2 separate regions of the Mus musculus genome follow, and region 2 is linked to region 1. Evidence: chromatin contacts called from public HiChIP or PLAC-seq data. All regions are on one chromosome and are shown on one strand. The core of a region is the stretch at or near the end of the contact, and the rest is flanking DNA. Distances in the headings are between cores, read along the strand shown. Region 1 overlaps Mir100hg (Mir100 Mirlet7a-2 Mir125b-1 cluster host gene). Region 2 overlaps Gm46143 (a long non-coding RNA gene).

What was found. HiChIP or PLAC-seq counts read pairs in DNA pulled down with a chosen protein or histone mark.
Region 2: an H3K4me3 HiChIP or PLAC-seq map of neural progenitor cells shows a contact between it and region 1, with 42 read pairs. The contact joins two enhancer-like sites. A contact is called at or near these places in 5 of 39 promoter capture datasets (3T3-L1-derived adipocytes, cranial neural crest, frontonasal cranial neural crest and 2 more), 1 of 484 Hi-C or Micro-C datasets (cerebral cortex) and 14 of 115 datasets of contacts at active chromatin or transcription factors (the NIH/3T3 cell line, VIP interneurons, cardiomyocytes and 11 more).

The regions. Positions count from the first base shown.
Region 1 is chr9:41,585,468-41,592,223 of GRCm38.p6, forward strand. Mir100hg (Mir100 Mirlet7a-2 Mir125b-1 cluster host gene) reads left to right here. Exons shown (of 5, transcript NR_131928.1): 5 at 4,507-4,552. Among named protein-coding and RNA genes, the nearest start is that of Mir125b-1, 6.9 kb to the left of the region's middle. Within about 2 kb of position 3,749, at least 69 of the 459 cell types and tissues checked have an H3K27ac peak or open chromatin away from gene starts, as enhancers often do. A contact at or near this core is called in the NIH/3T3 cell line, neural progenitor cells and pancreatic cancer cells, where this site is marked.
Region 2 is chr9:41,761,331-41,768,086 of GRCm38.p6, forward strand. It overlaps Gm46143 (a long non-coding RNA gene), which reads left to right. Exons shown (of 2, transcript XR_001779341.1): 2 at 2,900-3,815. Among named protein-coding and RNA genes, the nearest start is that of Gm46143, 4.4 kb to the left of the region's middle. Within about 2 kb of position 4,416, at least 95 of the 459 cell types and tissues checked have an H3K27ac peak or open chromatin away from gene starts, as enhancers often do. A contact at or near this core is called in the NIH/3T3 cell line, neural progenitor cells and pancreatic cancer cells, where this site is marked.

The DNA.
Region 1 (6,756 bases), core at 2,499-4,998:
CATTTATTTAGTGCTGCCAACCTGTTCATGAACATCTAATTTTTGTTTTCTAATTTCAGAACCTATATCATCACAGATTTCTAATGGAAAATAAATAGATAGATAGATAAACAAATAAAGGTACTTATACCAAAAACCCATTATTTTTCTTAGCTATTTTCTTTTAAGCTTCAGTCCTAAGGGTCAGTGAGGAAATATAAAATTTCAATCACCAAGAACTGAGTTCTTTGTTCTGTTTTTAAGTCAAATATCTCTTTGGGAGAATTCCATATTTTCATGGAGCATGGAGTTTCAGCTCTTTATTGCTAAGCTCTCCCGACTGATAACATCATCCTCAGATGGTATTATGGCCAAAATATTTTGCCTGAATATTAGTCTCCTGAACCTGATAGCCCATGCAAATATGAACCTAACACACACACACACACACAAAGATGAATGGGCCGGAAATGCTGAGGCCCGTATGGGTGTGTTTCTATAAGGAGGGAGTCTGCAGGCTGTGGGGAGGTAGACTGCCTGCAGTCTGCATCACGGAGGTGGCTGCAGAGATCTTTCTCCATTGCCTTTTCAAGTCTTCAAGGTAAAAGAGCAACTGCAGTTTGGTTTCACTTGTATTGTTCCATAATCCAGGCAATAAATGCTAATTAGTAATGCTCAAGGATCCGACCATTCAGAGTAATTATCATAATTTACTTCTTCCTTGTTAAAGACATTCCTTGCTGATTTTAAAAAAAAAAATCAAGTCATTCTGTCCCCCATTACATTACAGTGAGTATTCACTAGAGAGATGTTCAAGGTCCACTCAGAGCCTCATGGCTGCATTTGAAGTCACCCGACATGTGCCTTGGCTTATTCCAAGTGGAGCCACAACTTAATTTCAAAAGCAGAATTCATGTAAATGCATCGAATTCTGCACATGCACCAGGAATGTATGATTTTTATTTTACAAACCCCAAAGGCTCCTCCTTCCGGGCCCACCCCTTTTTTCTGAAACCACTTATGAGCAGAACAAAGGAATGTACTAACTGTGGAGGCAGCATTACATGTGAGCAGTCACTGCACTGTGAAGTGTGCGCTACGACAACATATTTCATCGTACAGAAGTGCGGATAATTAAATAATGCCACAGCAACCCTGACTCATTAGCAGAAAGATCTTTAAGGAGGAATCAAGAAGATGGATCCAATCAACTTGGAGAGTACTCTTCCTTCTCTGAGATCTCAAATATATTTTAGTTGGTTGGTGATTGATTCATGCAGGGCTCGAGGACAAAAGCCAGTTTCTCAAAGCCGAATGCGGATCTTTTTTAGACGAACAAACTGTATGTCTTAGATGAGTTGGATTTAACATAAGGCTTAATGTTTGGAGTCAAAGGTAGAGCGTGCCACCTTGATGCTCATTTCCCCTTTTATCCATAGATCTAAGAAATGCCCAACCCTTAACCTTTCAGTTGGCTTCCTCAACATGCATGTAGCCTCTCCTACATTTTCTAATGACGGATGTTCAAGTTCCTTATTGCTTGAACCAAGTAAGTATCATCGTCACAGAAATAAGCAACTGTACTCAGTGTCTTCCAGGGTCTCCCCCTACTCCATTTCCTTTGTCTAGGTGCTATTCTCAGTTTTCAGTGTCCATTGGTCCTTTAAGGGGGAGCTCCAGGTTTAACTTGAGGGCTATAAGCATTGGAAGAATAATTCCCATTGGATACTGTACAGAGAAGCCACCTGCAAAATGTTGACGCTGTTATTGAAGTCTCAAGTGGAGTCAGCTTTCAAAAAATTAGATATTAGATACATCCGGCATAATTTGCAATCTGTAATTATACTAATGTGCATATAGCTGTGCTTTGCTTTATCTGTAGCCTACTTGAGTGTGTCCCCATCACCCCCCATCCTCGGGCATGTCTCATGCTTGGAATTGCTTGGGAGGAGAGTGCTTTGTAAGTCAGCTTAGGGTTTTTTTTTTAATTCCTTGTTAATTAATACAAGAATAAAAGGACTTTGCTTCATGTGTGCTTCCATGAGAATGAAAGTGGAAAACCTAGATGTTGCAAACTCTTGATCTTTCAAAGGCTCCTCACTGGAGAAAATTTGAATTCTTTGCAAAATATTTGCAGTTCTTTGTGAGTTTGGTCTTCATCCTGGCTGTGGATAACTCGGAAGCACAGAGAACAACAGAAAAGTACATATTACACATAAGGAATCCATTTCCTTTGTTGGAATCAGAGACATGGCATTTGCCAGAGATGATGATTTTTAATCTAATAAAAGCAATCAAACCATTAACAATAATAAACAATTTTCTGTTTTTCCCCTCCATTTTGCATGTCACGAGATGAGTAACTGAGACTCTTATCCACTAACTTCAGTTCCCTTTTGGGGCCTCAACACGATTCCAGAGATCTACTGATGGCTCCACTGGGGAGCCCCCTCCAGCGAGCTGCCCCCCCCCCCCAAGATCTACCTATTAAGAAAAAGCCCAGGCAGATCACAGTGAGTTGGCTGGTCAGCCTGCTACTTGCCATTTGCCATGTATGCAGTAGGTGGTGAGCTTGTCGAGACAAGCTTAGAGAATTGTTACAGAGTAAGACTATGTGAGGCCCTAAGTTTTTGCTTCTTCATTCAAATTACAAAAAGGATCTCAAGAGAACTTTGCATTGAATAGATGATGCTACTCCACTGCTCTTGCAATTAGGTAGGTATAGAACCCAAAGAACAAAGCTGTAAAATTTTTAACTCTCGACAAACATGTGGAATCTGACCTTTCTCCTACTGTCCACTTCATATTCATTCCTTAAAATTCCTTTTAATAGTGTTTATAATATACATAGCATATAAAAGCCTGTTTTGCATGGGTTGGCTATATAAAACATCAAAGCCATATATAGCTTGTTTCTTTTTTTTTTTTTTTTTCAATCTTCTCACATATTCTTGGGCTTTCCATTAGTCACTACCTTTATGAATCATAGCAGTATTATAGGCACTGTCTTTTCTTAATGCAATACCATGCTAATTTATTCACGAATGAGTCGTACATGCATGCCAAAGCTTAACATCCCCAATATCACTGTTTACAAAATGCATTGCCTGGGCATAGCATTTACCCTAAGTCATTCTACCAGTTAGATGTCTCCTCTAGAGAGTCAGCATCCTCAAATACTCCAAGTATTTAATACAGTATGTGCCGTGGTGTATCCCGTTCAGCGTGCCTAGCTCATTGATGCGTTTCCATTGTGTGAGTATAAAGGAGAAGTCGATGTCAAAGGCTTTAGTTAACTAAAAAACCACTTGCAAATCCATCTCATTCATAACTACTTCTGCAGAGTAAGAGAGAAGCGTTAATAGCTCTCTTCTCAAATATCCTTATCTGTGAAGTGAGTAAGTGGGTCAGGCTAGGTAGGGTCTCAGTGCTTACCCCCTCTCAGAATTACTGAAGCTATGTCATAGTATAGGGGGCAATAGGAGCAAGGCCAAAACCTGTGAACTTATTTGTCCATTGGTACCATCAGTTGCCCTTCAAAGTTACATCTGATTCCACCTCCAGGGTCATTTGTTACTAATCTGCTTTATCTTGTTGAGAAAGCACCTAAGATTGGAGTTTATTTTTCAGGGAGGGATGGTGACAGAAAAAAAAGCAGCCTAGGGGCAAAAGAAAAGAAAACTAAAGCTTCCCAAAGGGAGAAGTGAATTCTTGATCCCAGTTATAAAGCCACATCCTTCAACATTAACTTGGAAGATATCCAGACACTGCCTTTCTGTTTTAGACCACACCCTCTCCCCAGCCCTTCTGCTATCCTGTGATTTCTTGTGGTGTGGTTTATTTACTCCATTGGATTGCTGCCTATAAGTTCTGTGTTTCTTGTTCCCCTTGGTTTATTTGAATTGTGGTCATGTTCTTTTCAGGAGCCTACAATGGTCACTTGACCACAGTGCACTTCCCAAACGAGACACTGACATGTTCAAGGCCATCTGGAAATGACCCCATCTCCTTTTCTCAAACCACTCAGAATGTAAAACCCCTTCTTTTATTAAGCCAAACTGGATTCCCCAGTCTCCAAATCTTTGACATGTTTACAGCTGACTAATTTCCTTCCTGGGTGCCCCAATATTCCAGTAACTCCTGCCTTCCTTCATTACTGTCTCCCTTTTCCCCTTTCTCCTACACTCTCCTTCTTTTCCCTCATACCCTCTCCTTCTTTCCCTTTTCTTTTTCCTTTCTCTTTATCACTACTCCCTCCCTTCCCTTTCTCTCTCCCTCCTTCCCTTTCTCCCTCACACTTTCTATTTCAGTACCATGTGCCAAGCTCTATGGCCGGCACTGAAAATACCAAGACATATTCAAGGGGCTAAGCAATGAACACCCACTAATTCCAGTGCCTCCATTCACTCCTGTATTGCAGCAGTTAGGCACCTACAACCAACTTAGTTTGCCTTCATTCCTAGGACTCATTTGACTGTGCTCTGTGTCCTGTGATCTTTTGCTCTGTGCCTGTGTGTTCTGTTTCAGGGAGGGTAGACCTGAAGCTTTCTTCTTTGTACACACTGACACAAGACTGCTGCTGCATTGATTCTTGAGCAAGGCGAACAATGGAAGAAAGCCACTTTTTGTTGTTAAAGTGAGGTAGCATTTCTGCTGTAGTTAGAAAGAGCATTGTCTCTCCAGTGTCCCAAATCACTTCCATTAAACAGTCAATGTGATAACTGTCTGTGACATGTTCTATTATCTTTCTAGTTGTTCTGATGTTCCTTTCAGCTGGTCCTATAGCCCCCTTTCTCAGTAATGTCTCCCCAGTGAAAGGAAAAAGACTGCAGAGGCTTCAGACTGACGGACGCTCATGCCAACTGTGAAGTTGAAACAAAGCCAGTGACCAGCTGAAGAGGCCCCTCCTGCCCAGCAGCCACCCACATGGTGCAGTTGCAGCCAGTAGTAATCTTTGCAAGAAGCAGAGAAGCCCAGAACACTCATGAGTCAAAACCATGCCCTTCCTTGTGTGTATCCCTGTCTCGTTCAGATTGATGCTCCTTCCATTTGGATCCTGGTATGAATATGCTTGTTACTGTACGAGTGTAAAAAGCTTTGCCCAAATGTGTTAATGTATGAAGAGACTGGATTTTTTTTGGGGGGGGGAGAGAGTTATTTTTATCAAAACACAGTGTTCGTTCTTGAGAGTGATCTAGAAAATAAAAAGCAGTTGGAAAAGACAGCAAAGCAGTCACAGGCGATCCACAGAGATGCTCACACCACCACACAGAAACACCACACCATGCTCCCAGACTCTGAGCAGGGAGCTTGACTCTGTGACATACTATGGCTGCTGCCAGGGGTCAACGTCAAGCCAGACAAAGGTGCAGAAGCTTCCTGAAGTGTAGTGATAAACTGAGTCAGGAGACAATAAGAACAGCAACGACACAAAAGACAACGTCCTTGGAGGGAGCCAAGTGGGTTTGCTTAAGGAAGGATGCTCCCTTAAAGAGAGAATGGGAAATCAACCTTTAAAGGATGTAAAAACAAAACTAGATAAATGGGAAGATAGGAGAAAATAGAGTCCTTAATGCAAGCATAAGGGTAAGCAGCAGACGGGCAGAGGAGATCCACATGGTGAGTCTTGGAGACTACACATATCTCGTCTTGATTTTGCCTGACACTTGGAACCGCTGTCTGTGTGTCTAGTAGAGATGCTGCACACAGGTATCTCCCCTCCCCCACCCCGAATGTCACCTAAACCAAACTAGAACTAAAGTTCCAGTTCTGTGTCACTACAAAGATTGGTTGGTGATTCCTGAATAGAAGTCATGATTCTTCTGTTCGTGATTGCTTGTTACCAAGTTTATTCCATACAGAAAATGTTTTGCATATTAAATCTCATGGTTGCTATGAAAACGACACATTATCCACCTTTCACAGGTGAAGGAACTGATTTTGGTGAGGTTGAGCGCCTGGCCAAGGTGCTACGTGCAGCTATGCACATTCAAGGTTGTGGTCATGAAACTCAGTCCCTAGTCTGACTTTTGTGATGAGTCCCAACACAGTTGTCACCTTTACCATAGCCCTTAATGCCTGTCTACAGAAAGACATGGCTTTTCTGCTGACTTACAGCCACAGTATTTCCTACTTCCATGCTGAATTATACCAGAATGATAAAACGTATTTTCATGGAAGAAAATTGAGAATTTAGTGAAATACACTGCTTGCCAGCAGTTTGTATGTTTCTTCTTCATTTTGGTCTGAGACTTTTGATTTAGTTCTGCATGAAATCTCAAAGTTTTAAGAGCAGTAAGGGAAGGGCCTTAAGTTACCTGTTATAGTACTTTGTGACAGAAGATGTAAATCTACAACCTGTAATCAGAGTGACTTTACAAACAAACAACAAAAAGACACCCCTCCCCACAAAAACTCAAATCAAACCAACCAACCAAACAACAAAATAAACAAAACCGCCCACTTAATTGGAAATGTCCCAACAAAGACCAGAAACTAAGTCCTCTTTCAATGGCTTTTAAATTATTCCACCCTGTCCTAAAGAAACATGAACTTGTATTTGACTAAAGGCACCAATGTTGCATAGATTGGATCTCATAAAATCTAGTTTCTTCCTTCCTTGGTACTCATGTCAATGTTAAATACAGCTATGAACTAGTGTATCTATGTCAAGAAGTTGTCAATGATCTGTCCCCAAAGAACACAGAATAGCCAATGTTGTATATATACTCCTTCTTTAATCCAGCCATGGAGTCATTAGTTCACCTGCACCAATCC
Region 2 (6,756 bases), core at 3,166-5,665, 180 kb after region 1:
GATCGTGCTTAGAAAATACAACCTGCCACAGTTACAAATCCAGTGTCTGGCAAAGTGCCTGGTGCTTAATGGTCTCTCTATAAATATAAATGGTTGAATGAACGAATGACCCTCATTTCCCTCTATAGACTGTATTATCTTATGCCCAGCCATAGAAGCAGCTTCTATTCTTGTCTCCTTTTCCTGCAGCCCATCCTATGTCCAATTTATCACTTACACCATTTTTTAAAGATCCATTTTCTGAAACCCCCTGCTCTTCCCATGCCTCCTTTTCAAAATCTTCACTAGTCCCTAATTGCTTACAGCAAAAAGAGGGCACTGGCTCAGTGTGTGATATTGTGAAGTTCCTAGACTATAACACAAGTCTGCATACTCACAGAGATCTCTCCCTTTACTGCAGACGAAAAGAAGTGCATCAGAAGATGCTGAAACAGGGTTAAGTGTTGTTGTATTGTATTGTGTTGTGTTGCGTTGCGTTGCGTTGCGTTGCGTTGCGTTGCATTGCATTGCATTGCATTGCATTGTATTGTATTGTATTGTATTGTATTGTATTGTATTGCATTGTGTTGTATTGTGTTGTATTACATTGTATGGACTATTATATTTCACATGGCAGCTCTTGTTTATAAAAATACAGAGTTCTTGTCCAATATAATGGATTAGAATCTCCTGCATTTTCACCAATAGAGTGGAAAAAAGGGACAGCACACAAATTCTCAACATACCATGGCTGGAGATACAGCTTCATCGGTAGAGTGCTTGCCTAGCATGCATGAATCTCTCGGTTCAGTCCTCAGTATTGAAGGAACTGGGTGTGGTCATACACACCTCTAATCCCAGCACTTGAGAAGTAGACACAGGAGGATCAGAAGTCGAAGATCATCCTTGGCTATGTAGCCTGGGCTGCACAAGCACAAAACCCAAAGCAAACAGGAAAACGAACAAACAGCAATGACAAAAACAAACCAAAAAAACCTAAAAGTGAGATCGAGAAGAAAAATGCCTAAAACATTCAGAAGCTGAGAGATAATGGAAGTTGAGTTGGTAATTGAATTAGAATACTTTCTAAGTCACAGAGTCACAGAGTTGTAGCCTTGAGGTTTAAGAACTGGAAAGAGCACAGAAAAGCTGAAAGACGGTAAAAGCTTGAATGAGAAGGAAAAGCTATGTCACCCCCATCTTCTCTGAATGAGAAGTTGAAGCAGGAAACTCTACATGTGGAACAATGACAAGGACAGATAATAGTGGGGGTGTTATTGAAAACAGAGGGAATTCGATAAAAAGAAAGTCACACACGGGACAATGGGCATCTCATTATTTCTTTTTCTATTAGGCTCATGCAGTGTTCCAAGATAAGTTGTGCCCTGTACTGCCCCAGCCTATACCACTCAAGAGCTTGGTGAGTTCTCTCTGAGGAGGAAGAATTCAGATGATTAGCTCTTGAATAATAGATTTAGAGATTTTTTTTTTCTTTAGCCTGCAAGGAAACTCACCAGAGGACAGGTCTGAAGAGGTGACCACTAGGTTATTTGGCTAAGAGGAGATTGTCCAAGACGACTTTACATTGGGAGATAGATATATAAGGGAGCAGTAGAAGGAGCCTTGGAAAAAGGAGGAAGACAATAACAAGAGGCCACCAGTAAGAGCTAAAGAAAGAGTTAAAAGGACAACAGAGAAGACAGAATGAAGCTCAGAAGTGAAGCTGAGAGTATAAAACTGAGGATAGGGGTTTAGAACAGATAACCAAAGGTTCTGTGGCCCCTAACATTAGGATACCAAGGAATTTCAGAAAGAGAGAATGCACAAGACAGAAATGAGAAAAAAAGAGAGTCCAAGAAAAAAATTCTTGAACAGAAAGACGAGAGTCTCTAGACAGAGTATCTGGAAGTAGCCATCCAAATTAGTGAACACACTCAAAGGGAAGATTTGAACATCCCAGAGAACCTGAGTGTTCTAGAGGTCAACCAGGATGACACCACTGAGCACAGAGATGAGCAGCTCGTGACAGTGGCAGGTCGGGGTCCTCAGGAAACTCTCTTCACCATCCTGACTGAGAAGACTAAAGGATAGCTTCTTTATATTTACTCTTAAGAGGGGTCCGTGCATCAGCCTCAAAGAACTATAAAACAAAATTTAAAAAAAAAATCAACCTAGAGGAGGTGAAAAAGAAGTTCCCTGTGCCAAGCTCTCTGCAGCAGATCTAGAAGGTATCAAGAGCAGAGTAGACATCAGAAATTATGGCAATTCTTCAAGGACATCTCCAACACAGAGCCTGCTGTGTTGGGTCAAAAGCTCAGAGAATATTCTGCACTTCAGGCAGTCTGGAGGTAAATTAATAGGATGCATGTTAAAAATGAACAAGGAACTAGCACAATTACTAATTCCAGAGGACATGAAATGGGATCAAAGAAAATGGGTTTCACATATACCCTGCAGCTCATGCCCGAATGGAATGTACATAATGTTTCTAATCATGTGAAGCTTAACCATAACTCATCAGAACTTTAAAATAAATAAGTGAAATGAAAGAAAATGGGGGTGAGAGTGAAAGAAAGAAAGGGGGAATGGGAAATGCTTGAAATCTGTTTCCCCTGCAGAGTTTCTACTAGGAAGCTCTTGCCTGTGTGAGGATATCTGAACCCTCTGTGTGACGCTCTCACCCCAGCCCTGTACCACCTCTGGGCTGATTAGAGCTGCCCACAACCTTGTGTTTTCCAACTGTGCCTGCTTCCCTCCTAGCTCAGGAGTGTCCCCTCCTCTCCAAGTTGGATCCTTTCTATTCTCGGCACTCTGTGAAACTCTTCATGGCCACCCCCATTTCCAGGGACCTTTCCCCCTTTTAAATTCCCAAGGCAGTCACTATGTGCACAGAGTTAGGCTTGGGGATTTTGCATTTCAGCTTTCCAGGAGATGTGTGCAATGCCTCTGTACGGGCCTTGAGGACAGATTCTCCTACTGTGGCTCAAGGGGTGCCACGGAGCTGTCTACATGGTAAGAACATTAATATTTTTTGAACAAATTAGCTAATTAATAATTAAGTTACTTTATTTGATGTCTCCCTCATGTGAGGCTTTTGTAGTTTTTTCCAGTGAACAACAGGGGTTGGTTGTGACTTTCTACTGATCTCCTGCTCCTGTGGTTCTGGGACTGTGACAACAGAATCTGTCATTTCTTAGATATCCTGCATGTTCCATGCACAGAGCACGGCACCCGGGGAGAGGAGATGATTTGAACACAGATGGAATGTTCCCACTCCAATTGGTGGCAATTTTGCTTTGGATGAGCTGTTGATAACAGAGCCTAGTGGGAAAAGAACCAGCAGATAGAGACAGTGGTCAAACCAACACTTGGCTCCTTGATGAAGAGAAAAGGCAAGAGGTCTCCCAAATCTTAAAGTATTGGGAGTTCAACCTCTCTTCCCACCCCTTCCCTTGGAAGGAGTGGGGATGGCAGGTCATGGTGGAGGTTCTGAAGATGCTAATTTAAAAGTCACATAGAGCTTGTGGTCATTTGCCCAGGAAATGATCTCCGCAGGCTCAAGAATTCGAGCATTTACTGCCCAGTTGGTGGCACTGCTTGGGGAGGTTATAGAACCTTTGGAGGTGGCACTGACTTGAGGAAGATCACTGGAGGAGATGGGGTGCTTTAAGAGTTTTATAGCTTTGCCCAAGTTCTGCTTCATTCTCTACTTTGGGTTTGGTCTTTGCAGGAGTGATCTCTGGACTTGCTGCTCCCGTTGTCAGCTTCCATGCCTCCCCCACCATTATGGACTCCCCCTCTGAAACTGTAGTCAAAATAAACTCTATCTTTCATAAGTCCCTTTTGGTCGTGGTGTTTTATTACAGCAACATCAACAACAGGCCTCACACACAAATTACACGCAAATGACTGCATGTCTAGACATGGTTGCTGTCCCAAATATATCTATATCTAAACACACACACACAGAGACAGACACACATACACACACAAACACACACATACCATACACACAACCACACACACACACACATATATATATATGGGTATATCTCCAACTGTTTTTTGAATCTAAAATCTAAAGCACTTTTAGTTTCATTTGCTGTAAACAAACAAACAAACAAAACAAAAAACAAAAACAAAAACAAAAACCAGATTCTTGGCCTCTAGTTCGAGCATGCTGTTCATAGATCCAAAGGCCCAGGAAATACTCCAAAGATCTCTTGGGAAGAAATCAGCAAATGGTACAGTTCCATGAAATAAACCCACAGTTAAATAGTCTTGACCTTGAAGTAGATAAAGATCAAGCCTCGAAAACACAGTGTTTGAGCTTGAACCGAGGCATCGGCACTTTGTTCTTAGCAGGCCAGGACCAAGTGTGTCTGTAGGATGCTAAGAGGATTGAAAACACTTGGATGAGTGAGGTCATTTGTGAGAGATTGTGTGGGGCTGGAAATTCCGCCAAGGTGCTCACCACAATGTTTGTAGAAAGCCACACCCTTTACCATTGGGTTGACGACTTCCACAATTCTAAAGGTTAACGATTTTGTGGATCCAGGCCTCGCCAATACTGTACCTCTCAAAAGCTTCATTTATCTTTCATCTGGGGGATTTACCAGTGACTTTTACCTGCACGTATTCTGTTGGCAGGAGTAAGACAATGAAGTACAAGGTTTTGCATATCCTTAACTCACAAAGCCAATAAGGATGCATTTGCTGTGGAGGAGCAGACAGAATTCTGGGGAATGTAGTCACAAAGAAAAACCCACAGTAAGTGCTGCTTGCTCACAGAGGGAAGGCAGTTCAGGTGACATTTCGTGGTGTATTCCACGGTCTGTTTGGACACCTGAAGCTTTAATTGAGGTTGGTCTCTTGCTTCAGGGAACCCCATTTCCTGAACACACTGGAGGCTACACACTCAGTACAGTTAAGTGATGCTGATAAAGAGCTGAAGCAGATGTTTGGGGAGGGAGGGGAGAAGCATGGTGTGGTCAGTTATCAGAGCAGGTGAGGCTTGTGGTGCTCTGTGGGAGCACTGAAGAGTTCTCTATTATGAAAGGTGAGGGGAGAGAAGAAGCAGACCCTGTTTCTCAATACTGACAACTCCTTGCTCTCAAAGGAACAAATCCATCTTTCTGCCTCTTGGCAGCACAGCACTCACATAGATGGATTGGGGGAGCTTTTCCCCCTTCTTCTTTTTTCACTATTCCCAAAGAAAGGCATTCAAGCCTTTCTTAACCTTACATTCCAACCTCTCGTGGTGCCTATACTCAGGAAATACTTCTTCAGGTTTAACTAAATCCCTCTCTGCAATGTGAGACCATTGCTATCCTCCAAGGACTCACAGAACAGCTGCCTGGCACCTGGCCAGTCACACCATTCCACGTTTCCATTGTTCAGGGGAGGAACAGCTCGAGGCTTTTGCTGATTGGCTCTCACCACCCAGCAGGAACTCAGGCCAGAACACCAGGCTGTGCTGAGGCTGCTTTGCTGGGACATGAAGTACTAGTCTCCCAGGACACCATTCTCCCAGGCTCAGAAATCAGCACACGTGACTTAACACTTCCTGAGAGTGACATGCTCTGTGAGGGGGTTTGAAAGGTGGCTGGGAATGTCTCTATAGTGCCTCACCTAGCAAGTTTAATAGGTGTTATATCTATTGTGTGTGGAGAAAGAAAAAAAAAAAGCAAAAAACATTTCAGGTAGCCCAGGCTGGCTCAAAGTTGCTATGTTGCCAAGGAAGGTCCTGAATACTTCCTTCTCCTGCATCTGCCTTGAAAGTACTGGTGCTCTTAGGCATGTGTCACTATGGTAAGCTTTATAGCTCTCTCTCTCTCTCTCTTTCTCTCTCTCTCTCTCTCTCTCTCTCTCTCTCTCTCTCTCTCTCTCAATCAAGTAAAGAAAAGTAGGCTCAGTCAAAGGCCACACAGATAAGAAATGAAGCCCCGAGTGGACTCTCATATTGTGAGCATTCAGGTTTGGTGTCCCTTCCGATGTATGAGAGTGCTTCCCAGGGATCACTAGAGCACACAGAGCACACGTGTTCTGTCCTTGCAGACTTCAGGGTAACAAACAGCAGAGACCAGTGCATGAGAAAAGGAGCACAAGAGCTCACTGACAACTCCAGACAAGATGAGTTGTTGGTCACTATAAACTATGAACCAAGTTAGAGGATTTGCTTAGAGAGGCAAGAAGAAGCCAATGCAGGTGATGGGAGGTTTTGGGAGACAGAACTGCTGCTGCTTAGCCAGACTGGGGCTTAAAGCTGGTCAACCCTGGGCAGGCTCAGACCCAGTGAGCTTCAGTTTTATCCTTCAGGAAGCATAAGAAGAACACGTTCACAAGCTCGTTGTTTAAAGTAGATGAGGTAAGTAATAGTTAACGAGCAGCCAGGTCTGAGAAGCTAAATAAAGGTCGAAACGAGTCATGTTCTGGGATGAGCAGAGCAAAGAGAGGTTAAGTTAGGAAAGGTTTGATGAAAGAAGAAGAAAGATGGAAACTCAGGGAAGAAGACAAAGAAAGCTGCCCTTCTTAGCCCCTCTCCCCACTTCCCATGGGGATGCCATGTTAGCCTTTGAATGTGAGGACCTACACTGTCTGTCTCTGTAAACCATGGTGGGTTGTATTCCTGTAACAACCAGTCACAGGAGAGACCATAGGTGAGAGATTTATATGATATCCAAGGAGATGCATTAAAGCAGAAAATACCCTAGAGTGAAGGGTCATTTTGCTGTAATGCCATTAAAACTTGAGTGTGCTATGCAATTCAACAATTAT